Linked DNA regions of Mus musculus: regions 2, 3 and 4 are each linked to region 1. Evidence: chromatin contacts called from public HiChIP or PLAC-seq and promoter capture Hi-C data. All regions are on one chromosome and are shown on one strand. Each heading gives the region's core, a stretch centred on a gene start, on an enhancer-like site or on the middle of the called end of the contact. The rest is flanking DNA. Distances are from core to core; before and after follow the strand shown.

Region 1 (6,999 bases), core at 3,216-5,715:
AACTTGAGTGGGACACCTTAGATGATCATCTTTTCTGGGGGTACCCTGCTGTACCCTCGGAGCATACCCAATAGAACCTTGGCTCCCAAGGGTCACAGCTCAGTGGTAAAGTGCTTGCTTGGAATGTGTATACAAGGCCCTGGGTTAGGCTCCAAACACCCAATTTAAGAAGGGAGGGGGACCATGGAGGCCTCTCTTCTTCCCTGGGATAACCCAAACTCTTCACAGAATCAGATTAAAAGTCAAAGCCCCGGGCAGGCTAGAGGGCTCAGAACGTTAAGGTGCTTGCCAACCAGTCTAAGGGCCTGAGTTCAATCCCTGGGGTTCATGTGGTATAGAGTGCACATGCACAAGTGTTCTCTGCCCTGCAAGTACACACCACGGCATGCACACACACACATACACACACACAAACTGCAAGTAGGGGAAATCAAGGTCTCATAAGCCATTAGGAATAAACAAATAACAGACACAGGAACTGAAAAGATAGCTTTCTCCTCGTCAGGACCACAAGAGTTTGGTTCCCCAGCACCAGGTGACTCACAACTGTCTGTAACTCCAGTTCCTAGTGATCTGACTCCCTTCTTTGGGTATCTACACACGTTTGCATACATATATATGTACATATACATTAAATATATATATATATATATACACACACACACATACATACACATACACACATACACACACACATATATATATATCAGAAACCGCACTAAGGGAGGTTATGGAAAACGTCTATGTTCACCCAGGCCTTCAGCTACACTATCCTGCAGTCTCCTGAATAAGAGAAGGCACAGTCCCGGTGATTGCCACCATCGTCGCTGTTACTGTGTCAAGTCACTGAGGCAAACCCAGATGATTTTCCTATGTAGCTCCTCTCCTCCTCACTTAAAAAAAAAAATGTTCTTCCCACCACACTGAGATCTCAGCAGCCTTAAACAAAGACCGTGTGCACAAGTCTCTTTAGTCTTTAATTGCTTAGAGGTGGGGAGCCTGGTTAGTGTGGACTGTGGTTTCTTAGGCCTGTTGGTTGAGTCTATGCTAAGTACACAATTTCAGGATCACCAGATTCCAAATGTCCTTAGGAACAACCAAGAAGGACAAAAGCCACCCAGTAATGAATGTCAAATTATGCAATGGTGAAAAAAAAGAAACTGAGGACATGAGGAAGACCCAGTGGGCAAAAAAAAAAAAAAAAAGCAACTAAGTCAGGAGCACAGAATCTCCTGAACACACTGTAGAATGCTGGGCGCTCCCTCTTCCTCCTCAAGAGCCTGGCAGCCACCTGTGGCTGCCTTGCCTCATCCCCACAGGCTGCCACAGGCATTGATCACCGGGTTATGAATTTCAAACTTGAAGGATTTGTACTTTGCTCCAAGGAAAAACGTTCTGTTAGGCCAACAAATCAATAAAACCAACTACAAGAGCGCGGTTTCCTCCATCAGCCTCAGGGGGAAGCATCTAGCTCCCCTAAGCCTCACACTGGAGCCTCTGGAGACAGAAACCACACTGCAGACACCGGGAGACACTGTTCCAGCCTGGGGCTCACTGGGGTTACTGGAAATACCTCAGGGCCCGCTTGCTCCTCAAACTGGTCACCAGTAGGCAGTCTCCCTCACAACTTCTTGCCCACACAACTGTTCCCCCTTCACTGCACCCCGAATTGCCCTTCTTCTTCCCAGTCACAAATGTTCCTTGCTCCCCTCTCCCCCTACAACCACCCCAGCTCGGCTGCTGCTCCTCCCCTACAGCTGCCCCCTTCTCCCCAGCATTCTTTCCTTCCCTCTGTCCCGACACACACCTCACAAGGTCGACCCTCTCCTCCCTAGACAGACGGTTGGGTCACACCAACCAAGAAGCTGCCCCGCGTGGCCCTCCCAGGCCCGCGCCTGCATGCACGCGTCGCCATGGCAACTCGGGGCCGGGAGAGTAAGTGGCGGGTCTGCGGACACTGCGCAGGCGCACTGCTCCGCGGCCCCACCCCACGAGAGTCTTTCCCGCGTGGATCTGAGACTAAAGGGCAAGGGGGGGCGCGGCTAGGGTTTCGAGAGCTACTAAATCTGGGAGCCGAAGGTGCGGGGGACGGCTCCCGCCTGGATTTGAGGACTATGCTGGAAGAGCTGGGACTGAAAACAATGAGACACGGTCTCGCAGGATGTGGAAAAGACAGGGGGACCCAAACGCCCGACCCCGGCCCCCAGGTGTGTGGGCTCCGGCCTGCACGGGTCCAGCAGGTGGCGCTCGGGGTCCCGCCTGCGAGACTCGTTCACCTTCTAGAAAACTCTCCAGGATTTCCAAACAGCCAGGGCTGCAGCTGGGTCCAGGGGAAAAACCGGGGCTGGAGCACCCCTGCCCTCCCGCTGCTCCCGCTTCTTAGCCCGGATTGGGGTCTAGGATTGCTGGGAGGCACGGGGCGGGGGCGGGGGGGAACGGGTGAAGGCTGGAACTGGAATTTTTTTTTTTTTTTTAATCTGAGGATTGGCTTTGAAAAGCGTTGCTGGTTTGGGGGGCAAACGAGAGGCGGGGACTCCCCTGGGGAAGGTGACCCGGCCTGGGAGGAGCTTTGCTCTCCATAAGAACAAAGGCTGCGTCCCAGAGCAGCTTGGAGATCATTGGAGGGGCAGAACTGAGTGGGTGCTAGGGGGCGCTGCGTGTCCTGGTGGCTGGAAGGTGGAAAAGACAGCTGTACCCGAGGTCGCAAGACGCTTTGGGGAGACGTGGGAAATGCCACGAGGAAGCAGAATCATGGGAATAGGGAGGCGCCCTCCCTGCTTCCATCAATAGTGCCTAATTAAGACAAAGCCAGCAGCGAGCCCACTGATTACATTTCCATGAGGAGCTAAATTGATGACATTTTCTTTGCTGGATATGAAGAGACGCTGGCACCTCAGTTCTACCATTTTCACACCTGACAGGTCTCATTTAGCCAGTCTGGTCCTGCCGGAAGTGGCAGTCCCTGGTACTCCTGGAAGCCAATGCATTTATCTACACCCTGACCCAAGCCACCACTTCCATAATCGACCATTCCTCTCTTACTTACACCAACACCAATACCAACACCTTCCCCGTTCGCCATGTAGCTCAAGCTGGCCTCAAACTCTCAAACTTTGAGTCTTGCCTCTGCCTCTTGGGTGCTGGAATTATGGGGGTGTGCTGCCACATCTAGCTGCCGCCATTATCCTGAAGATGAGTTTCTGAGCTCTGATTTGTGTGGTCTTTGGCCCAGCCCAGACTCCTGTTGCTGAGAGAGCAGGGACTGAAGGAAAGAGGCTGCGCCACACCCTAAAACCAACAGCTGCACAGTACACGGGGCTGGGATGGAACTCATAGGTAATCTTCCAGCCAGATGGTAAAGAGGGGTGATGTGACTGGTCAGAATCCCGAGGGAAAAGTCCCAAAGGACTGAAAATTTGTGGGGAGGCTTGGGATGGGGATCCTCAAGGGCAGGTTCATAAATCCCTCAGGGAAAGGAACTTTGCATAGACCCTTTTTCTCTTCTGACTCCCCTCTCAACGGTGGCTGTGCCTAGGGATCCCAGCCCCCCACATTATGCTAAATAGGTAATCAAACATCTTGCTTTGCTAATTACTGCTCAATCCGATTAAACGCCGCTGAAGCTCATCAGCAGAGGTGGAGGTAAAGGGAGGGGGGGGGCGCAGCCACAGCTGTGATGGGATGCTTGTCCCTAGGGGCTGTAGGGGACAGCTGAGAAACAACCAGAGTAGCAAGTCTAAGCACATCCCAAAGGAAAGGGACTGAGCAGTTGTACCCTGAGATCGGTCCCTTAGCCTGGGCCACCTCAACTATAGGCGTTTCTCTCCTCCCAGAGCCTTATCACCCTCAGAACCCAGGCACCCGGCCATTCCCACAGTCACCCACACACACCCCTGTCCCAGATTTAATAAGGTCTGTTCTCCCACTGTCAATATTTGATTTCTCAGAGCCATCTCCACGGAGAAGAGGGGCCTCGGTCCTTCTTCCCCCCTACCTTGGTCCTTTTGGGCCCAGTCCTAGTCCCTTTGTGCTCCCAACCTTCTCTGAACTTACTGACTTAATGAAATGATATTAAAGTCTTAAGCAACTCCAAGAAGAATGGTTGCTATGGTAAAGGGAGTGGGCAGGACGCCTGGGTCCCTGAGGGGTGTAAGGGCTGAGAGGGAGAGGGAGCCAGAAGCTAAGACCTAGAAGTCACAGCCCCCTACCCCCACCCTCCAACCCCCGTGGGTAATAGCAAACTTTGGATGAGGTGGGTGCCATACCTCTAGATCTTCGTGAGAAGCAGGGAATAAGGTGGGTGCTAGGAGAAGCTGGAAGGACAGATGTTCAAGGGGTCAGGGTCTTACCCGCCACTGGCTGACCTGAGTATCCATTAGGAGAGAGGGATCAGTGTGGGAGACGGGGCCTCTGTGCCAGCAACCGCCCTGCTGACCCTGCCCTGGACCAGTTCCGTGAGAACCAGAGTGGATTCTTCAACAACCCTGACTCATCTCTCTGCCCCCTTTCCCCACCAGCAGCCCCCCCACAGGTGATTTGTAGCTGAGGCCACCCCCCTCCAGTGGCATGAGCCAGGAAAGAGTCATTCCATGACAAGAAGAACTGAGGGCTTCCAAAGAGAACTCGGGCCAATGGGTGGAAACCGAAGCCCCACCCCGGCTCCCCACATCCATCCCCTTCTCACTCCCCTGGGGACCCTGGCCCAGCCCCAGTCCCCTTGGGGTGGTGGGAATGCAGGGACATTTGGCTGTGGCTGATTGATGAGGGAGGAGGAAGCCCGTGCGCACGAAGGCTGCTGTTTGCTGAGCACACAGATTCCTCCCCACTCACCAGCTGCTGCCCCCTGAGGCTGCTCGTGGGCACCCCCACCCCACCAGTCAGTGCCACTGGGGGAGCTGATGCCTAAGTTCCTGATAGAGAACCAGGAAACGGACTGCTTCAATTCCCTCATGAGAATCACAGCTGCCTCGAACCTGGTTGTTTTGAACTCCCTCCGGACACCTGCCCTGCCACATACGTGACTCTTGTACTCAGTAGTGGCCATTCATTCTGTGTCTTTCTTTCTTGCCCTACTTATCACCCCAAGTCCAGGCAAGCCAGTACCCTGCCTCCGAACCACCCCACATCTCTTTCCCCCGCCTGCCTGCAGACCTTGAACATCTTCCTGGGAAGGGGGAGACCCGAGTCTGTGGGTGCCCACTTTCCCGTTAGGAAGAAGCCCCACATTTCATTCTAACTTAAATCTCAGTTTGCAACATCAAACATTATCCACCAGATATTTTTATTGCAGTCTTGTGTGTTGGCTCAGCGAGTTAAGGCACCTGCTGCAAAGCCTGAGAAGCAATGTTCCATCCTGTGGAGCCACGCGGTAGAACAGACCCTGGCAACTTGGCCCCTGCCCTCTATGCGCATGCCACGGCCTGCACAAACGCTCCCTACCACACGCACATAAACACACATTTAAAAAAAAAGAAAGAAAGAAAGAAAGAAATTTCTACTGCAACTCCTTACCCCTTCTCCTATCGCTAACACTCCCCAACACAGACCATACTCTGAACAGGTGAAAGTTGTATCTCTTAAACTGCAAAGGCTAGCCAAGCCTGTGCTTCTGCAGCTCCGCCCCCAGGATGGCCAAGCTCCACCGACCTTCCTTCCACAGTTGGGAAGGGCAGCTTAGGCATCTGGGTCCCTAGCCTACTTGTTTCCCTTAGTTCTGCTCTGCTCGCCCTCGCTGGATGTGTTTCATTGTGTTGTGTATTTGAAATAGGGTTTCGCTTCATAGGTTACACTGGCCTCAAACTCACAAGCCTCTGCCCTCAACACCTCACAAGTGCTGGGATAACAAATTCTTGCTACCCCACACTCAGCTTCCTGCTCAGGATTTTATGTCTTAGGCTTCCAAAAGCTTGAAACATCATCTTTACCCTCCTCGGGCTTAAAAACTCCTTGAGTAAGAACAACTACTGTATACACACAGGAAACAAGGGGGTAGAGAGACCAAGCAAGGGCTTCTTTCTCTTTCCTTCCCATCCCTTCCCTTCCCTTCCCTTCCCTTCCCTTCCCTTCCCTTCCCTTCCCTTCCCTTCCCTTCCCTTCCCTTCCCTTCCCTTCCCTTTCCTTCCTTCTCTTCTCTTTTCTCTACTCCTCTCCTCTCTTCGCCTTGCCTCTCTTCTCCTCTCCTCTCTCTCTCTCTCTCTTTCTCTCTCTCTCTCTCTCTCTCTCTCTCTCTCTCTCTCTCTCTCTCTCCCTCCCTCCCTCCCTCCTCCTCTCCCTTCCCCCCTTCCTATTCCCCTCTCTGTTTGAGACAGGGTTTCTCTGTGTAGCCCAGGCTAGCCTGGAACTCACTCTGTAGACCAGGCTGACCTCAAGCTGAGAGATCCACCCACCTCTGCCTCCCGAGTGCTGACATTAAAAGTGTGTGCACCACACCTGACCAGACCAGCTTCTTAGAGTGACTTTCTGCCCCTTGGGCTATGGCTAGGGACAGACAGGGAAAGCCTGGAACAAAAATACAGAGGATGCCCCTGTTATTACCAAACAGGTCTTTTATTTTATTTTATATTTATTTTTTAGAGACAGGGTTTCTCTGTGTATCCCTGGCTGTCCTGGAACTTTGTAGACCAGGCTGGCCTCAAACTCAGAAATCCGCCTGCCTCTGCCTCCCAAGTGCTGGGATTAAAGGTGTGCACCACCACCGCCCAGCTACCAAACAGGTCAAATCGCTCCTTTTGCATCTCTGCTTCTGCCTTCCCATTGCAGTTCCTGGCTGGCCCACAGCTACTGTCTGCCCTCTGAACCGGAAAAGTTTACCCTGTTTCCCTGGGTTTCCTTTCTTTGTTTGGTCTTGTTTCTTTCTCCACAGGGTCTCAGCCACCCAGGTTGGCTTCAAACTCCTCCCACCTCAGCCACAGTATTGTTTTCCTGAAGGGAGATTGTAATATGCTGTTCCCCATCAAAATGTGGCCTTCAAGTGGGGTGTGGTGGTGCAAGCCTCTCATC
Region 2 (6,598 bases), core at 293-2,792, 160 kb after region 1:
ATTCAGCTGCCTCAGGACTGAAGACCACAGTCCAGGGGGGAAAGTTGGGTTTCCAGAAACAGAACCCCCTACCCATCTAAGACATGGGCCCCAGAATCAGTGTGAGCCTTACCAAGTCCACACCTGGACAAGGACACCGAACTAAAGTTCCCTCTGAGGAAGTCTTAGGTTGGTATAGCTCCCCACAGTCAGCCCTCTGTCTTCCTCCCTCTTCACCATTCAGTCTGTAGCTGCCCTCAGGTTAAGGCTGAGCCGGTCGGTCGTCCTTCCTAGCCAGCCTCAGCACCTGACTATGTTGGCAACCTGCTGTGTTGGCTCCGAGGCTAATGTGATTGGTCTGGCTTGGCTCCTGGCCCTTGGCACCTTCTTTGGGCTTGGCCCTGAGCTGCAACTTGACTCACTTCTGTTTTAGCTCTGATGTGTCACACCATCTGTCCTCCCTCCAAGCAAGAGAGCAGGCAGTAGGAGCCAACTGCCCTGCAAACTCAGGAACAGTTACCTGAAAGTGCTCCTTGGCAGTGTTAGGACTTTAATCCCAGCAGAGGGAGGCAGATGTCTGTGAGTTTGAGGTCAGTTCACAGAGTGAGTTCCTGGATAGCCAGGGCTACACAAAGAAACCCTGTCCCTAGATAAATAAATAAATAAATAAATAACTGCAACAAACCCCATGAACATCCTGAGTGGTGGACCAGCCAGCTGTTAACCCTTTGTGTAGCAGTGGGCTAGGCAATGAGGCGAGGCGCCTGCTTTGTTGATTAGCTTTCCTACAGTAAATCAGTCTTAAGGAAGCAAAGTTTGTTTCTATTTTAGAATTCAGAGGTTTTAATCCCTAGTATCTGGGCTCCTTCAGGCCATGGAAAGCAGAGCATCATGGGAGGAGGTAACTCCCGCCTGTTTTTAAATGGGAATCAGGATCCCCACAATCCCTTCAGGATTTTTCTCCCACAGGCCTTCTCTCCCACAGGCCTTCTCTCCCACAGGCCTCACCACCCACCTCCTAGTAGCACCGCACGCTGGGACAGATGTTTGGAAGGCATTTAAGATACAGACTATAGCACCTGGATTCTGCCCTCCACTGGCTTTTGGCGCTGGGAAGACTTCCTGTATGGGTCATTGTAGAGACCCTTTAATACACCCTCATGCTGTGGTGACCCCAACCATAACATCATCATCATCATCACTATTATTATTATTTTGGTTTTTCCAGACAGGGTTTCTCTGTATAGCCCTGGCTGTCTTGGAACTCACTCTGTAGACCAGGCTGGCCTCGAACTCAGAAATCTGCCTGCCTCTGCCTCCTGAGTGCTGGGACTAAAGGCGTGTGTCACCACTGCCCCTGGCTTGTTTTTGTTGTTGTTGTTTTAAGGTGAAGAATTATTTGTGTGTGGCCTTCCCAGCCTTGAGCAGACTGAACAGACCTCGAGTGCTGGCCACAATGGACCTTATCTACCTTAGTGGTGTCACCTGCCTTGGCTGTACGTGCCTTAGGTGGAGTCACCTGCCTGGGTTGCCTGTGTAATTCCCCACAGGAATTTAGAAGAATAGACTGCCCACAGACCTTGCTTTGCAACATAATCCAGCTGAAATGGAGGATGGGGTGTGTGGGCTTGCCCTATACAAAGGCAGTGCTGAATACTAAACTTGTAGCCTTGATCAGTACCTTGTTTTGGTTTCATTCTTCTCCCCCTAACCCCCCCCCTTTTTCATTTCCAGCCCCCCTTTCAGGTAAACCCAGCTTGGCCATGGCCACTGGATGCCTACATTTGTGGTACAAAAATACCAAATAAAACTCAGTGGAAACATGAGATCATTGGTTTTTGATGCAGACTGGCCTCAGACTGGTTATGTAGCTGAAGATGATGACGTGAACTCCTGTTCTTCCCAAATGCTGGGATCAAAGGCAAAAGCCGAAGCCACCCACCCATCCATCTACTTTGGACAGGGTTTCACTATGTAGCAGGTGAGACTGACCTCAGGCTCCCCAAAACCCCCTGCCTGAGCCCCCCAATTTCTGGTACTATACATGCGGCCTTTTTGTTTGTTTGGGTTATATGAAACCATTGAAGGGGCTCACTCTGAGACACATTGTGAAGTGAAAGAAGAAAAATGTTAATGTTTCCTGTGTGTAGGCACAGCTAGGTACTGGAAGGGGAATCTCCAGGAAGGAACAGCAGGGGACCACCGCCACCATCCCCCTTACACCTGCAGGCCTGTTGTAAATCAAGAGAAAAACTGTTGTTTGGTTTGCAAAGGAGGGAATTAACTAAATTCCACCCTTTCCCTTGAAATACTGGAAACTGAACATAAGACTTCCTCCATGTTGGTTGAGCTCTCTACCACTGAGCTACACAGCACTCTTTAAAGGTGTGTCTCTATCCCCTGCCTTGAGCCCAAGGGAACCCCACCATGCCCATGCTGCCTTTGGCTTCCTGGCCCAGTGATACCTTGAGGCCATCTGTTTCTGGCTTTGGACGCTCTCTCATTTATATTTTCCTGTTTTCTCTGTCCCAGGAGGCAAGACCTCTGACTTCCTGCACCAACAGATGCCCTCTTGCCAGAGCCTCTGAGGAAGAGTTTAAGGAGCAGTATTTAAAGGTGGAAGCACAGAGTAGTGACTCCTGCTGACTTTAGACCAAGTACTTAGGCCAAAAAGTTGTTTCTGTTTTGTTTGTTTAGCACAGCATGTATTTATGTTTTGGTTTGTTTTTGAAACAGTTTCACACTGTAGCCCAGGGTATCTAGGACTCACTACTGTAGCCTAGGCGGTGAGTGTTTGGTGACCTCTGGGAACACTGCTCCCAGGCTTGGAGTTTCAGATCTGGTGTGTAAGACTGGAATAGGCATCTCCAGTGACAACTGTGTGTCATCCAATCAGCAGCCCCATAATCTGATCCCACCACTCAGTGTTCTGCCCAGCCCTGCAGAAGGGGGACCTAGGCAAAAGCTGTGCCTGAGGCTGATCGCTGGCCATCACACAGGCAGGCCTGAAGGCCTTCATCTCTACCCAGAGCCCTGCATGGGACTGAGGTAGCAGAGCTTTTAGTTGGAAGGAATAGAAACCAACCCCGGGAGGTATCAGCAGGAAATGAGATGAAGAGCCATGCAGAGCTCCTAGAGTCTCTGGGAAGATTGTAGAATCAGATTAGAACATCGACCTGGGTGGAGAAAACCCGCAGTGAGGGCCACTGCTCTCTGCAGAGGCTATTCCCTCCCTAGTCTCCTGGCTGGGACAACTGCAGTCTCCTGCAGCACAACTGAAAGCAGATGCTCCCTGGAGCGGGTTCTGCTCTCAATCTGTTCCCTCACTCGTCAGAACAAAGACTGAACAGGCAGTAGTCCTCGTGCCTCAGACAGGGGCCTATTCCCCATCTGTAGCAAAGGATGCTGGGAAACTGAAACTCTGGCTCTGAGGCTTCCACAGAGAGTCAACCTTCTCTCAGCACGGTTAGTGCAGTGGATACTGTAGAGGTGGGAGCAGAGGTTGGGGTAAGGCTCCCAGTTCTTGAAGGAGTGAATTTAGTCAAGAAACATAGAGCCATGGAGCTGGCTGAGCAAGTAAAGGCCCTTGCTGTCAGGCTTGGTGATCCAAGCCCAGTTCCCAGGGCCCACATGGTAGAAATAGAGAACTGACTTCCAGGAGTTATCTTTGACCTCCATAAGTGTAATCTCCCACGCACAATGAATTAACATGTTTTTTAAAGAGAGAGACATACAGACATAGTTTAAGCAGAAGTTTACTTAGCAAAGCCATACACGCAAAGCTAAGCAATGCAAACACTCCAAAAAGAGATGAAGTCGCTGCCTTAACCCAGGGACTACAGCAGCCTAGTGGTGTCTGTGCTCTGGATTTTAAAGAAGTTTTATGAATATTTATAAAGCAGGTGCTATATTCATAGCATAGGGTGATCCTTTCTCTGTCCCAAATGATGGTGAATCCATCTCCCTTTTAGGGTATCTCCTCCCATGAGCCCTACAGAAAGGGGCTGGTGTCAAACTCGTGATGTAAATGACCCTCTGTCACTACGCATGTGTGATTCATGTGGACTGATGTGGGTTTTGGGGACTCACTGTTGTAGCTTCAGGCTGTCTAATCACAAGGGGGCCACTCCCAAGACACAGCAGGTCTCCTTGGCTGCTGCATATAACTCCTTGTCCAGGGTGGCCTGGGATGGTCTTCCTTCTGGAATCCGTGAGAGCTCTTTTAGAAGCAGTTCTTATCCACAGTCAGTCTGATTTCTTTTGTTATTGTTGTTGTTTTGTTTTGTTTTGAGACAGGGTTTTTCTGTGTAGCCCTGGCTGTCCTGCAACTCCCTCTGTAGACCAGGCTGGTTTCAAATTCAGAGATCTGGGGGCTGGAGAGATGGCTCAGCGGTTAAGAGCACTGACTGCTCTTCCAGAGATCCTGAGTTCAATTCCCAGCAACCACATGGTAACTCACAACCATCTGTAAGGGAATCCAATGCCCTCTTCTGGTGTGTCTGAAGACAGCGACAGTGTGCTCAAATTCAGAGATCCACCTGTCTGCCTCCAGAGAGCAGGAATTTTGTTTTGTTTTGTTTTAAGAGATAAAGCTTGCACCACTGCCCAGCACTTGAGTCAGTTTTAGTTGGACACACTAGATGAATCTGAGTAGGGGGTTTGTGCTCTGAGAATGTTGCCCTGAAGCAGGGCTGGGCCCAGGAGCCACTCAGAGCCTGTTGAAGCTGGTTTTGTTGTTTTTTCCTAGAGCCTTTTCCCAAGTCCTGACTCTTACCTGGTCGGGTTAGCTAACACAGAACCAGAAGCAGAAGCAAGCCACTTTTTTTCCTCCTCATTTCCAGTGTCTCTAGCTTCACAGTCTGAGTCTTAGAGAACCTGACCTAAGGTTGAACTCAAGTTAACTAACAGGCTGGTACCTAGCATCAGTTTCCAGGTTAGCCCCCAACAAGACCTGTGTCTACCAGTTTCCAGGTTACACTCCCCCCACAACAAAACTTGCATCTAGCACCAGTTTCCAGGTTATTCCCCAAGAGTTCGCACCCCCCAGGTTACAAGCCTGCTTCTGACACCTCACTTCCTAACAACCACTATCAGAAGGAAAACAAAAGTTTATGGTTTGGATCCTGCACCAGCCAATTGTGTTAAAGGCCGTAATGCCCCCCCCCAGTCAGATGTGTACCAGGCTAGACACCCCTTTCTTGCCTCTATAAATGCTTGCTTGAAACTAGGTAGGCTCAGGGATCTGCCTTCCTGCCATATCAGGGCTGGCAGGGACCCCAAGGTTGAGCCTGAATAAAGAAACCCTAATTTGACTGCATCATATTCAGGTCCTTGGTGGTCTTTTGGGGTTCACAAACATTTCATGGCACAATACCCTTTAACCCTAACCTTTGTGCTTACCTTGATAGTTTGGGAGATACAATAGAAATTAAGTCCTGGGAAACTAGTGACAGCACACTCCACCCTGGGGCAGGGTGGAGCACAGCATTTGCATTCTAGGTCACAAACTCTTCTCTTCATTGTTAAAATATTTACTTTTATTACTTTAAAAACTTGTATTTTGGGGCTGGTGAGATGGCTCAGCAGGTAAGAGCACCCGACTGCTCTTCCAAAGGTCCTGAGTTCAAATCCCAGCCACCACGTGGTGGCTCACAACCATCTGTAATGAGATCTGACTCCCTCTTCTGGTGTGTCTGAAGACAGCTACAGTGTGCTTACATATAATAAATAAATAAATCTTAAAAAAAAAAAAGAATCCACAGTCTCTTAACTGTAGGTCCTGTAATTAAAAAAAAAAACAACAAACAAACAAACAAACAAAAACTTGTATTTTGTCAGGCGTGGTGGCGCACGCCTTTGGTCCCAGCACTTGGGAGGCAGAGGTAGGTGAATTTCTGAGTTCAAGCCCAGCCTGGTCTACAGAGTGAGTTCCAGGACAGCCAGGGCTACACAGAGAAATCCTGTCTCAAAAAAACCAAAAACCAAAAAAAAAAAAAAAAAAAAAAAAAACAACAACAACAAAAAAAAACAAAACCCAAAACAAAACAAAAACAAACAAAAAACCAAACTTGTACTTTGGGGCTGGAGAGAGTTAAGAACACTGACTGCTCTTCCACAGGTCCTGAGTTCAATTCCCAGCAACCACATGGTGATTCACAACCATCTGTAATAGGATCTGATGCCCTCTTCTGGTGTCTGAAGACAGCTACAGTGTATTCACATACATATAAATTAAATAAATCTTAAAAAAAAAAAAAAAAAACTTGTATTTTTCTTTTCTTTTCTTTTTTTTTTTTTTTTTTTTTGCTTGTTTGTTTTTTTTTTGTGACAGGGTTTCTCTGTATAGCCCTGGCTATCCTGGAACTTACTCTGTAGATTAGGCTGGCCTCAAACTTAGAAATCCACCTGCCTCTGCCTCCCAAGTGCTGGGATTAAAGGCGTGCGCCGCCGCCGCCACCACCACCACGCCTGGCTTGAAACACGTCTTTATATGGGAGGTAGAAAGAATGCTAACAGCTGGGTGGCAGGAACTCCAGCCTGTCATGGTGACAGAGGTTAAAAGCCAGGCAGGGCGTCACTCACCTACAGTCCCAGCACTTGGGAAGCTGAAACTAGAGAA
Region 3 (6,587 bases), core at 1,449-3,948, 150 kb before region 1:
TTAGAGGAAATGAAGACAGTCCGTTTCATAACGGAGTGTAGGCTAGATGAGTTAGGGGTAACAGAAAGTATCGACGAGGAGACTAGAATAGAGGGTTTTTTAATCACCAGATTTCAGGCGTTTAAAAGCTGTTTAAGCAATTGCAGGTAAAGTTCTCGCGATATTCTTCTCGTAGCCCAGTAGGCATGTAGGGACCTGGCATGAAATAAAATCTCGCGAGATCTGCAGTGGCGGAACCGGAGGCGAGGAGGAATTGTGATCTCACGAAAGCGCTTGGGAGCACTCGCGAGATCTGACGCGCCGATCCCCCAAAACGCTCTTAGGAAGTTTAAGGCCCAAAAGAGGTCCCAGGGCCAATGGCCGGAGCTGGGCCGACCATGCTACTACGAGAGGAGAATGGCTGTTGCAGTCGGCGTCAGAGCAGCTCCAGCGCCGGGGTTAGCGTGGGCTTGGTTTCTGGACGAGCAGTCGGGGAGCGACACCGGGCGGGGAGGGGAAAGGGGGTGGCGAGGTTGGAAAGGAGAACTACAATTCCCAGCAGCCCACGGGCTTCTGGCAGCGCCGCGAGGGCAGCTGGGAACTGTGGTTCCTTGGGCGTGCTGCCGATCCTAGGTGTCTGAGTGCTTGTCCTGCCCTAGCAGGACTCTGATGGGGAACAGGAGGACTCGCCGGCCACGCGTGCACGGCAGCAACTAGAGGCATTGCTCAACAAGACCATGCGTATCCGTATGACAGATGGAAGGACACTAGTCGGCTGCTTCCTGTGCACTGATCGCGACTGTAATGTCATCCTGGGCTCTGCGCAAGAGTTCCTCAAGCCTTCTGGTCAGTGTCCAGGGAATACACACCTACCTCCTCGGGAATGCGGCGGAAATTCACTGCAAGGCATTTCCTCTTGCAGGCCTTACTGCACCCCCTTATTTTCTGGGGGCGAGACGGATGTTTGCCTGCTGTTCTGATACTGACTTTTTTTTTTTTTTCCAGATTCATTTTCTGCGGGCGAACCCCGTGTGCTGGGTCTGGCCATGGTACCAGGACACCACATCGTTTCTATTGAAGTCCAAAGGGAGAGTCTGTCGGGGGGCCCGTATCTCTGACCACAATTGCACTTCTCTTTGAGACCATTAAACCCTATGACCAAAGTGGCCTGTGTCTGTGTGTAGGTCCAATGTCAGGGGAGGGCTAGCACACCCCACCCTTAGAGGTTCATCAGAGTTCAGGAGCTTCCTCAACCTGCCCCAATGCCTAGAAGAACCAAACCCTCCCTCAAGTTAGGAGCTTAAGGCAGCAGGCCCTAGGGTGGGCCCCTCCATCTTCCCTCCCACGCTCCTGCTTCAGTTTCTAGCGGGAAGCGGTGTCATCCTGCCCCGGAAGATCCATTGTTTCCCACCCCGGCCTGGCAACACTCAGTTCCTTTAAGCTGGGGTCAGAGAACGGGCTCGGGTCCCCAAGGGGAGCTGGGTAGGCAGCCGAAACAAGGCCCTCTCTGCGCTATTAATGGGGAAGTGACTTTGGGGTCAGGGCCAGACAACTCTGGGGTCTGATCAGGAAGAATGGACTAATGCGATAAGGAAAAGGCAGGATGCTGAGAGATGCTCTCTGATTTGCCCATTTGTAGTCTTGAGGATTCGTTTCCTACTCCTGAGCCCAGTGCAGGAGCGATTGGATATGTGCCACCCCTGTATTCACAGAGTGCATTCATTTTATAATTTTTTTTTATTATTTGTGATGGCTTCTCTCTTATTTGTGTGAGCCCTGTCCCTCAGTCCTGTAAATTTTGGAGGAGCTGCACCAGCAAAGGAAGGCACAAGGTCCAGCTCTCTTATTTACAATAGGGAAGGGAAAGAAGATGTGCAGGGTCCAGCCCAAACGTTCAGGAATCAAATGTGAATGACGTTTCTGGGACATGGGAATTTTCGCCAGCTCTACGTCCACATTCAGCTGTTCCATCAAAGGGATGGTAGGATCCGGCTCAGGCCGCGGTAAGGAACCGGCTTGGGCAGTACACCCCTGGGCTTGTTTCAAGTCCTTGAGAGACCAGGAGGGCAATCGACAGGATTCTTGACTCTAAGCACCTCAGACCCAGACCTTTCCCGGTGTGGGAACAGACCGAGAACCTGGTGAGACTGGGATTTGCTTCGGCTGTGGGATGCGCCGGCGCCTGTAGAGGGCTCGGCTGTAGGGCACGAGGCAGTCGGCCAGGCGGAGGCGCAGGCAGAGGCGGCGGTAGGTAGCCAGGGCAAGGACAAGCAACGGCACGAGCAGTAGGAATCCAGTGACCAACAGGGCTGTGAAGCCTGGGTCCCGCAGATGCGAGGTGCAAAGGGGTGCCTGAGAGCGCAGAAACTGTGCGGATAAGAGACATCAGAATGGGCCACTCTGCCCAGGAGGAAACAGCCCAAGTGGGGATGCAGTGGCTCAGACACCCCCCCACCCCCGCCGCCCACACACCACTCACGCATACCCCTTGGTATGCTTACCTGGGAGTGGCAGAGAAAGCCGAAGCCTAACATGATGACAGCAGGTAGCAAGATGGTCCCCAGCACCAGTGCCAGCAAGAGGAGATTGAAAACAGCCACCAGCAGATTCTGAGCCGTTACTAGCACTGCACAGGCCCAGCAATCTAGGGGATCCCGAGGCTCTGGGCCGCCAGCGAGAACGGGGCGCTGGGCTCCGGGGACCTCCGCCATGGCCTGGTTGGTTCCCGCCCCACACGACTGCAGTCCTTATAGCCCTCTTTCCTGCCCCTCCCCCGGGGCAGTCTCTCTGCACCCCGCCCCCCACTACCTTATCCTGGAATGCGGCTCTGGGATTAGGCATCCCCATCCTAAGGGGCAGACTGTGGGTCTGGACATTCCACAGGCTCCTCTGAGGAGGGGCTCCCCACCTCCGGAGGCTGCATCGCCCTCCCCTTAGCTCCTCGACCCTTCAACTGATATGCTTCACAGCCATCATCAAAACACAAGGGTCTCTTTTTTTTTTTTCCTGCTTTTATTTTTAATAATATTCTCACACAAAAATCACCGAAAATAGGGTAGGAATGGGAAGCCCCCCTCTGCCCCTGGGGCAGAGAGACAGTGCAGTGCGAGGGGGCGGGACTGTAAACCCCCCCACCCCTCCGCAGCCCCAGCGGGGGGGAAAAAAACCGAACTAAGAAAATGAAAATAAAGCCCCAGAGAAAATCACCCCAGGGTGTCCCTGCCCCAGAGAGGCCCTGCCCTGGGATGTTTCACGCCTTAAAAAAGGTGTGTGTGTGTGTGTGTGTGTGTGTGTCCAATGTTTTTAAAATGGCCGAGGCTGGGGAGGACAGGGTTTCTTTTCCTCATAGTTCTTTAAAACTTTTTATTTTATTTATTTATTTTTTTTACAAAATACCATTTCAGTTCCCACTTCTTCCCCTACAGTACAGGAGTCGCTCACCCTCAGGTGGGGTCGGGGTTGGGTCGGGAGTGGGGGTACTGGTCCAAGAAAGTGCAGGACGTAGGGGAGGGGAGCAGGTTTGAGCACCATGAGAGCCCGGCTGGAGCCGCGGGCGGGCGGAGACAGACGGGCCAAGCCCGGACATACTGGGGCGCAGGGAAGGCCCAGGAGTGGGCCTCCCAAAGAGGCAGGAGGGATGGCTTGGGGATGTAAGAGGTCGGGTTTTCCCAAAAAAAGAGAAAAAAAAAATGAATAAATAGAGGTGAGTGGGACTGTTATAAATTAAAAACCAAAAAACAAAAAGAACAAAAATACGAATCATAACCAAGTGAATAAACAAGAGACATATACAGGGATCACAGCTAGCATTGGAAGTAAAAAAAAAAAAAAAAAAAAAAAAAAAAAGGAGGTCCAGGGGTAGGGGTAAAGCCCATAGAGAGAATCTCATTAAAAACCTCGGCTGCCGAACGTCTATGTACACAACGAGCCGCGAACGTCTGCGCCGGCGGGCGGCGGGCGGGCGCGCGGCGGGCAGGCTTGAGGGAACCCGTATGTGACCCCCGCCGCCGCCGGAGCCTGGTCCTTGTGTCTGTTGCTAGAAAGGCCAAAGTCGGTGAGGGGAGGCGCTGGTGGGCGAGAGGCTGCCAGCCCCCTCCCCGTCTCCCATTTTTTTTCCTTTTTTTTTCCTCGTATTTGTTAAAAAAAAAACATTTTTTTTTTCTTAATAAATTAAGTGAGGGGAGCTGCCAATAGGGTGGAAGGGCTGGGCCCGACCCCCTTCCCGGCCAGAGGCGGGACCTAGGTCCAGCCCAGGCGTGTGCTGGTGGCCCCGCCGCGCCCAGCGTGGGCGGGCGAGCGGGGCGTCCGGCCTCATCGAGACGTGCTGGCGGGAGCCTGCGGGGAGAAAGTGGGCAGCTTCAGTGGTGGGCGGATGGGGACCGGCCGCTCCCGCGCCCCCTCTGGAGCCCAGGCGCTCGCTCTCACCAGTGTGAAGGCATCGTAGGCCTGCGCCAGCTCCTCCGTGCGGTACTGCTCTAGCACCACCACGCCCTGTAGGCCCGCGCTGCGACGGCGCGCACAGCCCTCGCAGTGCACCAGGTACGTGTTTCGGCTGCCATTCTCACTTGTAACGAACAGGATGTTGAACACCTCCACCTGGCCAGGAGAAAGCGGCTGTCACTAAGAAGTCACTACTACTGTTAGGTCTCTTCCAGGCAGGGGGAAGAGCTTGCACACTTACGTCGCATTCGTTGCAGTAGTAGGCAGGCTCGTCTTTGACACGGCCTTGGTAAGCGATCTTCTTCCCTGCCCGCACCAGGCTCTCCCGCTGTACCTGACAGTGCTTCATTGACTGCAGGAGGCAGAACCTGAGCAAGACCCAAAGGGTGGGTGTTGAGACAAGGCTCCAGCGGGGTGCCAAGGCTGGAGGATGGCAGATGGGCAGGGGTGGAGCTCCAGAGACCCTAGCCCCACGGACTTCCCTGGGCAACCCTCCCTTTCTTTTCGTTTCTGAGTTGCATTTCCCGTCTTGAATATGTCACACTTGACATTTCAAGGTTTTGTGTGTGTGTTTGGACCACAGGAAACAACGGCTATGAGATGAGAGCAGGGCTTCTGTCATGTCCCCAGCACAGTGACACTTAAGGTCTTAAGGACATGCTGCAGACGCAGGGGAAGAATGGGGAGCCAGGAAGAACAAGGGTGGGGAACAAGCCAGGTGGGACGGGCTGGTAACCAAACAGGGGTCTCACTTGATCATCTTGAACAAGTCAGGATCGCTGATCTTGACCGTTCGAGCGACGTTCCAGGACACATGAATCATGGGCACAATGGACTTGACGTTCTTCACCTCGTTCCACTCATATCGCTCCAGGGCCAGCTGGTACTGATAGGCTGTAGGCCAGAGGAAGTCATGCAGGGGTCTCAACCAGCCCCCGGCCCCTTCTTCCCTCAGACTCTGATTCTCCAGACCCAGTTTTCCCCTCCAGGGTTCGCTCCTCATACGTACCCCATGATGACCCGACCCCAGCCTCTTACCGGTGAGGGGCCCCACGTTCCAGGCAATGTTGTTGCACCAGCCGGTAGCCTGCACCCAATGTACAGTCCCTGCATTAATCCACACAAGGTCTCCAGGGCGCTGCACGAAGCGGTAAACAGGAATATTGGACGCATAGAGGTCATCCAAGATTGGCCACCAGGAACCAGTCAAGTAGTCCACACCATGCCTGTGGAGAGGGCAGTCACAGGGTCAGGTGGGAAACCCAAGGACCCGAGGTGATAGGGTGACTTGCAAGGGGTGATGCGCACCGGTCGCAGAAGGCGCTGATGGTCTCCCAATAGTGCTCATGTACCGCGAACCACTCGCAGTCCCCAGGGCCAATGTTGATGTTGACTGAGCAGAAATTGTTATTCTCTTGGTGGCCTGCAGAGGGAGATAGAACGTCACAGAAGGTCTGATGCAGGCGAGCAAGGAGCGACAACCACGCCCTTTGCCCTCATTGGCTAAGGCCTAAGAGTGCGCGCAGCCAGCACAGTACGCATGCGCAGTGGAAAGCACACCTGGCGTTCGGCTGCCAGGGACCTTCATGTATAGCTGCACGGTGTTCATGCCCAGGATGGTGTGGCCCACGTGGCTGAGCATGTTGCCTGTGGATGTTACCCGCATGAAGGCGGGCAGTTTCAGCAGCTCCTGTAGCTGTGGCTTCCACCTGTGGACACAGGAATGCCGACGAAATTAAGAGGGTGTCCCAGACCAGTACCTAGCAGGGTTGCATCCCAGTTTCACTGGTCTAGCCTCACTGACCTCTTGGCATCAGACAGGTCGATGTTAGTGCCAAACTTGATGATGTGATGGTTCTTGGGGTCCGGTGCACTGCTGCTGGGGCAAAAATCACAGACAGGTTGATGGCGAGCCAAGGGAGGAGAGAGAGAGAAGCAGGGAGGGACAAACTTGTACTTCACCTGGGAGAGGTTCCTGTAGTGCTGTCTGGTTCCTCGGATTCCTCATCCTCACTCTCCCTCTCCTCCTGCTTGGTCACACAGGTACGTGGGTCAGTGACTTCCTGAAGCCCTGACCCAGTAAGCCCAGCACCCTTACTCCCTCTTGTGCCTGATCCTCACCTGCAGTGACTCCTGGAAGGACGAGGCCTGGTACTGTGCGTATTTAG
Region 4 (6,207 bases), core at 3,633-6,132, 250 kb before region 1:
GTTGTTTCAAAACATCTGTACATACACACACAGAAATAAAACACATGTAGCTATAGAGATAGCTGCCTTGAGCTGTCAGAGTCCAACGTCAGTGATACACCCATCATGACCAGGAGGCTGACACCGGTCCTGCAGTAGTCTAATCCTCAGAGCTGACTCAGCTTTCTCTGTCATCCTGCTGGTGTTCTCCGTGAGAAAATGTCCTAGTTGTGCTCACGTTACAATTAGTCTTTTCAAAAAGATTGAAATATTTACTTTATTTGTATGTGTATGTGGGTTCATATGCCATAGACACAGTGACGTCAGGACAATTTATGGGCTCAGTTCTTTTCTTCCAACATGTTGTCCCTGGAATCGAACTCATGTCATTAAGTATGTTTTACTCACTCAACCATCTCCCCAGACCCACTAAAACTTTTATGTTACTTAGAAACAAGTTGAACAAGAATATGTAAAAATGAACTGGAGATGTAATTCATTAGTAGTTTCTCTCTCTCTCCTCTCTCTGCAGTTTCACTGTATTTGCCCTTCTTGTAGTGACAAGCGATGACACAGTACCTTTGTGAGGTGACAGGAGTGATGTTTGTGAGGGAGGCAGTACAGCATGCATGCCTGCATTGCATGAACTGCGTGGACTGATTGAAGCGGAGCCCGTCAGCACGAGCCTGTGGTCCCAGCTGAAGCAGGAGGAGGATTTGAGGACTTTGGGGCCAGCCTGGGAACACAGTGAGGCATGTTTGTAAACAACCAAGACAGCAGAGTGCTCCCATTGTTTAGTGCTGGGATGCTCCACTTCATATCGCCAGACTGCAGTTGACTGTGGACAGTCCAAATGATAGAAAGCCAAACTGCTCATAAATGGGGTGACTGTATTTAGAAGTTGTTTTGAAGATATTAAGTTAGAATAATGTCATAATGGATTAAGATGGATCCTAAAACCAATAAATCCTTATAAAAAGGCCAAGAAGGACACAGGGATTCAGGGAAAATGTTGTGCTGCATGCCAAGGGACTTCAGGGGCTGTTGGCAGCCGGTGATGGAAGCCAAGAAGACAGAGATCTTCCTTGCAGCCTTCAGAGAGCACAGTCCTGCCCCAACCTTGATTTCAGACCTTCTGCCTCCATAATAGTAAGAGAATGGATGCCTGTCATTTACAGCTACCCAGTTTACAGTCAGTCATTATAGCAGTCTGGGAAAAGTAGAGGTATTGCTAGGAAACACACCACAGACAGATAAGCACGCAGCTTGCATTCATGTCTGCTTCCATGTCTATCTCTATATATTTCCTCTATGATAACCCAACCTAAAGCAGTAGCAGAACTGGCTCATTTTTGTCTTCTCCATGTCTGTACATCTGCTCTCCCACAACACAAACTTGGCTCCCTTTATTTGTAACATAGCCACTATCTGACCATTCCCCCTTCCCCAGAAGGCAGCAGTTACCACCTTATGCTCCCTCACACAGCGGCTCTGTCTCACTCTGCCCTGTCTCTGACTCCCTTGGCATTTCAGACAGACACACTCCTCACCTCCAATGCCCAGAGCTAGGTGAGCCCCTGCATTGTGGGGCTCCTTCTCACCCGGCTCTGCCTCTAATCACACACGCCGGACTGGGCTAGCCTGCACTGATTTTAACGTTATGTAAGCAGCACGTGTTGCCCATTTCCTCCCACAGTTTGCACTGTCACTCAGCACCATGTTTCGGACCTTCACCCAGACAGACAGATTGACAGACAGGAGTCTGTAACTACAGTTCACCCATCTGAACTGCTGCGAGTATTTCCTGATGTGAGACCGCCTTGGTGGAAGGACATTCAACTGCCTGCATTTTATTTTTCTGTGACATCTATGGACTTGTCTCTGGTGCAGAGCTCTTTTTCTAGGGCATGTCCCCAGGGACAGCTCTGCTGCATCATAGGGTGTGCATTGCCACATCAGGTACTGCCAAAATGTTTCCCAAAATGGTCCATTTGTCATTCCTTCCCCCCACTGCTTCTCTCACCCGCAGGACAGCTGCTGCTGTCACATATCTCAGTGGCTTTACATTTGGACCTGTAAAATGTTGCCTGTCTGATGGGGTAAAACAATAGCTAACTCTGATTTTATTTGTAGTTGTCCACCCAGTGCCCAGTGAGGTTGAGCATCCCCCACCCAGTGCCCAGTGAGGCCAAGCATCCCCCCCACAGTGCCCAGTGAGGCCGAGGCCGAGGCCGAGCATCTCTCCCAGTGTTGACTGGCTCACTGGGTTTGCATTTTTCAAGAAATGCCTGCTGATGTCTCTCTTCTAAAATTTTTATTTTTATTTTGTAATTATTTCACGTATGGGTTTTATCTGCACGTATGTCTATGTCTCTTGCCTGGTGCCTGCGGAGGCCAGAAGAGGGTGTTGGATCCCAGGAACTGGAGTTGGAGTCATGGAGAGTTGTGAGCCACTATGTGGGTGCTGGGAATTGAACCCCAGTCCTCTGGGAAAAGCAGCCATCACCCTTCACAGATAAGCCAGCTCTCCAGCCCCTACTTTAAAAAAAATCTCTTGTTAAGCCAAGCCCTTTATATTGAAATTTAAAAATGAACAATTTACTATAAATCTTAACATGCGATTTAATATAGCATTAACATCTGCCAGAGCAGCAAATGCTCTTAACTGCTGAGCTGCCTCTCCAGCCTGCAAAACTGATACTGTGAAGAGAATGTTTCTAACATACCCTACTAAGAACAGTGCCTGCAGAGCTAGGGAGAGGCCACAGTGGATAAAGCGCTTGCCCCACATGCAAGACAGGGGTTCAGATTCCCAGAATCCATACTGGTTTGTCTTCATCGTCTTAAGTGGCCACTGTCATAAATACATGATGCTTGTATCTCTGAATTAATTTTTCTTTCTTTCTTTCTTTCTTTCTTTCTTTCTTTCTTTCTTTTTTTTTTTTTTTTTTTTTTTTTTTTTTTTTTTTTTGAGACAGGGTTTCTCTGTGTAGCCCTGGCTGTCCTGGAACTCACTCTGTAGACTGGGCTGGCCCTGAACTCTGATCTGCCTGCCAGTGCCTCCCAAGTGCTAGAATTAGAGATGGCCTGCTACGTGCAGCTGTGAGTATATTTGTGTGTGTGTGTGTGTGTGTGTGTGTGTGTGTGTGTGTGTGTGTGTACATGCATATATGTGTGTGTATGTGCGCAGCAGTTGGAGGATGGCAGAAGAGGGCTCAGATCTCTTAGAGTTTTACTTGATTGTGATTCTGGGAACCAAACCTGTGTCCTCTGCAAGAGCAGCAAGTGCTCTTAATCACGGAGCCTCTTCTCCAGTCCTGAGTTCATCCCTTTACTACCTGCCTGTATGGCTGCGTCTTTGTAATACCACCTTTCTCCTCTCAAAAAGAACACTGCTTAAATAAGTTCTTTCCAACATTAACTTTTGAGAGAGACTAGCTCAGCTCTGTGTTGGTCTGTGTGACTGATGTGGTTTCCCCAGCGTCTCACAGTTGCTCACCACTAATTATGGGCATGGGTCACCTTCCCAACGAATAGTTTCAACATCCTTTAATTTTTTTTATTTATTTTATTTTATTTTTTTGGAGACAGGGTCTCACCATGTAGCCCTGCCTGTCGTGGAACTCACTCTGTAGACCAGGCTGGCCTCGAACTCTTAAGAGATCTGCCTTCCCCTTTCTCCCCAGTGCAGGGAGTAAAGGCGTGCACTGCCACAATGGTTAGTTTTCAACGTCTTTAAGAGAGGGCCTAGTCTTCCACAGGGCAGACGGCTAAGCTGTCCGTCCAGACCTGCTTTACCCTTCCCATATTGTCACACACGGTACCAGCTGCATATCTGGCAGCCCAGTTAGGGCACATTTCTGAGAGCCAAATGCTGACCACCTTGCCAATGGTATAATAGCAAAGTGGGTGCATCATATTTTCAGCTATGTGGAGTAAGACGCTGGACCCCTAAAGTCTTTCCTCACGTTCCAGCTGGGGGTCATAATGATCTCACCTCACCTGTGTGAGTTACAGCTCAGGACGAGCAGCACGATGGTGATGGTGATATGGTGATGGTGATACGGTGATGGTGAGATGGTGATGGTGATGGTGATATGGTGATGGTGATATGGTGATGGTGATATGGTGATGGTGATATGGTGATATGGTGATGGTGATGGTGCGCAACAGGCCCCAGGTGAGCAGTGACGTTAGACTCCCTACTGTTCTAGACCATCACGGAAGAAATCAACTGTCTGGAAGGCTGTGCTTTGTCACGGCAGTTTAGCTTCCGCCCTAGCAGGCCCCACCTCCTAAGTCCCCTAAGCCCTTCTAACACACAGCCCTGAACCTCCTTGGGAGATGAAAACCCTATAACCAACAGGCCATCTGCACCAGGCAGCTGGGAATGTAGGCTTTCTTGAAATCCTTCACTTTTTTTTTTTTGGTTTTGTCTGTTCCCCTTCTCAGAGTTTTCCTAAGATAACCACAGAGGTGTCAGGTGGGAGATGGCCGTGATTTCTGCATCCCTCCTAAGTTTCCTCAGTGACTAAGTAGACCTAGAAATCAAAGCTGTCCTGCTAGAATGACCTCCCAAAGTGGCTAAGCAGCACTGGGCCCTTCTCTCACTGAGAGCTGTTTTAGGGACACTTACTTCAGCCTGTGTCTCAAGAAAAATGTAGGGCATGTCGGCTGGTGGTGGCTGCTGGAATCTGGAGTTGAGATATGAGTTGAATGTTCATTTTACCAATATTTTTTAAAAGTGTAAAACTCACTTTTATCCATACTGATGGTGCGCCACAGATCAGTTTGGTCACTGATGGCACTTTGTGAAACAAAGATGCAGATATTCCTAAAGGTGGGGCTCACAACACCGCCCTCCCAGTCCCCTCCCCCGAAGCCTGCTGCCATCTCTGTAGCTACTTGCCTTTTGTTTCCTCTTGTACACAATGCAGAAAGTCCTAAGCCGAGCTGAAGGGCAGAACCACAGGACTGGCTTGTCAGCTACTTCCATCCCTGTCCCCAGAGGAAGGCCAGGTGGCAGAGAGAAAACTTCCACCGTGTGCTGCTGTTCGCTGTGTGAAGCACAGCTACACCGGATTCCATCCATCTCCTCAGAAGCCTGCTCAAGCACCCTGTCTGCCCCTCCTTCCCATCACCCTGTCTGGGCCGCTCTGGCGCAGGAGGCTGTCTGCAGGTGTAAGGCTTCCTTCCCTTCAGGCTGCCTGAAACTCTCCATCCTCCCAGGTTAAGTGAGACTGGGCTTCCGACTCCTTAACACTGGGCCTAAACTAAGAAGCTTCGTCCTGATGGTTTTCGAGATGAGTCTCGTTCTGTAGCCCAGGCGGGTAGCCCAGGTTGACTTCAAACTTGCGTCACCCGTCTGCCTAAGCCTCCTGAGTGTTATGATTACAGGCACGAGACACCTCAAGCAGCTCTCAGTTCACAGCCCACAACACTGCTGTGTTCATTTTGATGAACATCGGGAGAAAAGGCTCAGACACAGCTGTTACTTTCCTCTTCCTTCCTTCTTTCCTTCCTTCCTTCCTTTTTTTTCTTTAACACAGGGTTTTACTGTATAGTCTCAGCTATCCTGGAACTTGCTTTGTAGACCAGGCTGGCCTCCTCAGAGATCCACCTGCCTCTGCTTCCCTCGTGCTGGGACTAAACACATGCACTATCATCCCCGTCTTATTTGCATGTTTTAAAGCTGTAAAGTTTATAGCTCAACTACACCTATTGGCTGGACAGAACTTGCCAACCTGAATCCCCAGTGCCACCCAAAAGAGTCATCTGCTCTTAGAAAGCAGGAATGCCAGGCATGTTGGCACAAGCTCGTAACCCAACACATATACAGCAGGAGGGCTGTACAGAGGTAGCCTGGGCTACACAGAGAGGGACCTGGTCTCAAAAAGGGGGGGGGGGGGAATCACATAAAAATAATCTAAAAGTTTTAAAAGACAAAACTTTTCCCCAGCATAAGAAGCTTTTCTTAAACATTCTTAAACATTAAACATTTATACAATAATTTACTCTTTTATTAAAAGTTTGGGAGTTTTTTTTATTACTAAAGTAATACATACTTATTTCAGAAAATATACAAAATATAAATTATACAAAAAGAAAAGATTCACTCATAATTCTACTATGGGGCATCTAACCACTGCAAGCATCCCTGAGCCTAGGGCCACTCAGACATCTAGTCACACACCAGCCTCAAAGGCTCCATAGGCTTTCTCATAGAAA

The links. Promoter capture Hi-C pulls out the DNA fragments that hold promoters and counts their contacts. HiChIP or PLAC-seq counts read pairs in DNA pulled down with a chosen protein or histone mark.
Region 2: an H3K4me3 HiChIP or PLAC-seq map of embryonic stem cells shows a contact between it and region 1, with 4 times the contacts expected there. The contact joins the enhancer-like site here to the promoter of Dnah2 in region 1. A contact is called at or near these places in 4 of 39 promoter capture datasets (embryonic stem cells, macrophages and stem cell-derived epiblast-like cells), 1 of 15 datasets of contacts at CTCF or cohesin (embryonic stem cells), 14 of 484 Hi-C or Micro-C datasets (all in embryonic stem cells), 7 of 115 datasets of contacts at active chromatin or transcription factors (embryonic stem cells and pancreatic cancer cells) and 1 of 9 other capture datasets (pancreatic islet).
Region 3: a contact with region 1 is called in an H3K27ac HiChIP or PLAC-seq map of epiblast stem cells. The contact joins the promoter of Tmem88 here to the promoter of Dnah2 in region 1. A contact is called at or near these places in 4 of 39 promoter capture datasets (cranial neural crest, embryonic stem cells, macrophages and 1 more), 2 of 15 datasets of contacts at CTCF or cohesin (embryonic stem cells and stem cell-derived epiblast-like cells), 8 of 484 Hi-C or Micro-C datasets (the N1E-115 cell line, bone marrow-derived macrophages, embryonic stem cells and 3 more), 25 of 115 datasets of contacts at active chromatin or transcription factors (the HPC-7 cell line, the SCID.adh cell line, T-cell acute lymphoblastic leukemia and 17 more) and 3 of 9 other capture datasets (adipose tissue, liver and pancreatic islet).
Region 4: a promoter capture Hi-C map of embryonic stem cells shows a contact between it and region 1. The contact joins the enhancer-like site here to the promoter of Dnah2 in region 1. A contact is called at or near these places in 10 of 39 promoter capture datasets (the HPC-7 cell line, the SN4741 cell line, cranial neural crest and 5 more), 2 of 484 Hi-C or Micro-C datasets (bone marrow-derived macrophages and embryonic stem cells), 4 of 115 datasets of contacts at active chromatin or transcription factors (craniofacial prominence, embryonic limb bud, large pre-B cells and 1 more) and 3 of 9 other capture datasets (adipose tissue, liver and pancreatic islet).

Annotation. Positions count from the first base shown.
Region 1 is chr11:69,544,643-69,551,641 of GRCm38.p6, forward strand. It overlaps Dnah2 (dynein, axonemal, heavy chain 2), which reads right to left and starts at 4,466. Exons shown (of 86, transcript NM_001081330.1): 1 at 4,350-4,466.
Region 2 is chr11:69,706,614-69,713,211 of GRCm38.p6, forward strand. No RefSeq gene overlaps it. Among named protein-coding and RNA genes, the nearest start is that of Tnfsfm13, 14 kb to the left of the region's middle. Within about 2 kb of position 1,543, at least 49 of the 459 cell types and tissues checked have an H3K27ac peak or open chromatin away from gene starts, as enhancers often do. A contact at or near this core is called in embryonic stem cells and pancreatic cancer cells, where this site is marked.
Region 3 is chr11:69,395,536-69,402,122 of GRCm38.p6, forward strand. Tmem88 (transmembrane protein 88) reads right to left here and starts at 2,699. Exons shown (of 2, transcript NM_025915.4): 1 at 2,481-2,699; 2 at 981-2,346. The coding sequence starts at 2,690. The coding sequence ends at 2,077. It overlaps Kdm6b (KDM1 lysine (K)-specific demethylase 6B), which reads right to left. Exons shown (of 24, transcript NM_001017426.2): 15 at 6,541-6,587; 16 at 6,382-6,446; 17 at 6,224-6,295; 18 at 5,980-6,128; 19 at 5,728-5,842; 20 at 5,458-5,645; 21 at 5,172-5,313; 22 at 4,661-4,787; 23 at 4,405-4,575; 24 at 2,973-4,314. The coding sequence ends at 4,291. Naa38 (N(alpha)-acetyltransferase 38, NatC auxiliary subunit) reads left to right here and starts at 256. Exons shown (of 3, transcript NM_030083.2): 1 at 256-437; 2 at 642-825; 3 at 985-1,136. The coding sequence starts at 357. The coding sequence ends at 1,097. It also overlaps a transcript of Cyb5d1 not described here.
Region 4 is chr11:69,293,514-69,299,720 of GRCm38.p6, forward strand. It overlaps Cntrob (centrobin, centrosomal BRCA2 interacting protein), which reads right to left. Exons shown (of 19, transcript NM_172560.3): 19 at 5,983-6,207. Among named protein-coding and RNA genes, the nearest start is that of Cntrob, 27 kb to the right of the region's middle. Within about 2 kb of position 4,883, at least 6 of the 459 cell types and tissues checked have an H3K27ac peak or open chromatin away from gene starts, as enhancers often do. A contact at or near this core is called in embryonic stem cells, where this site is marked.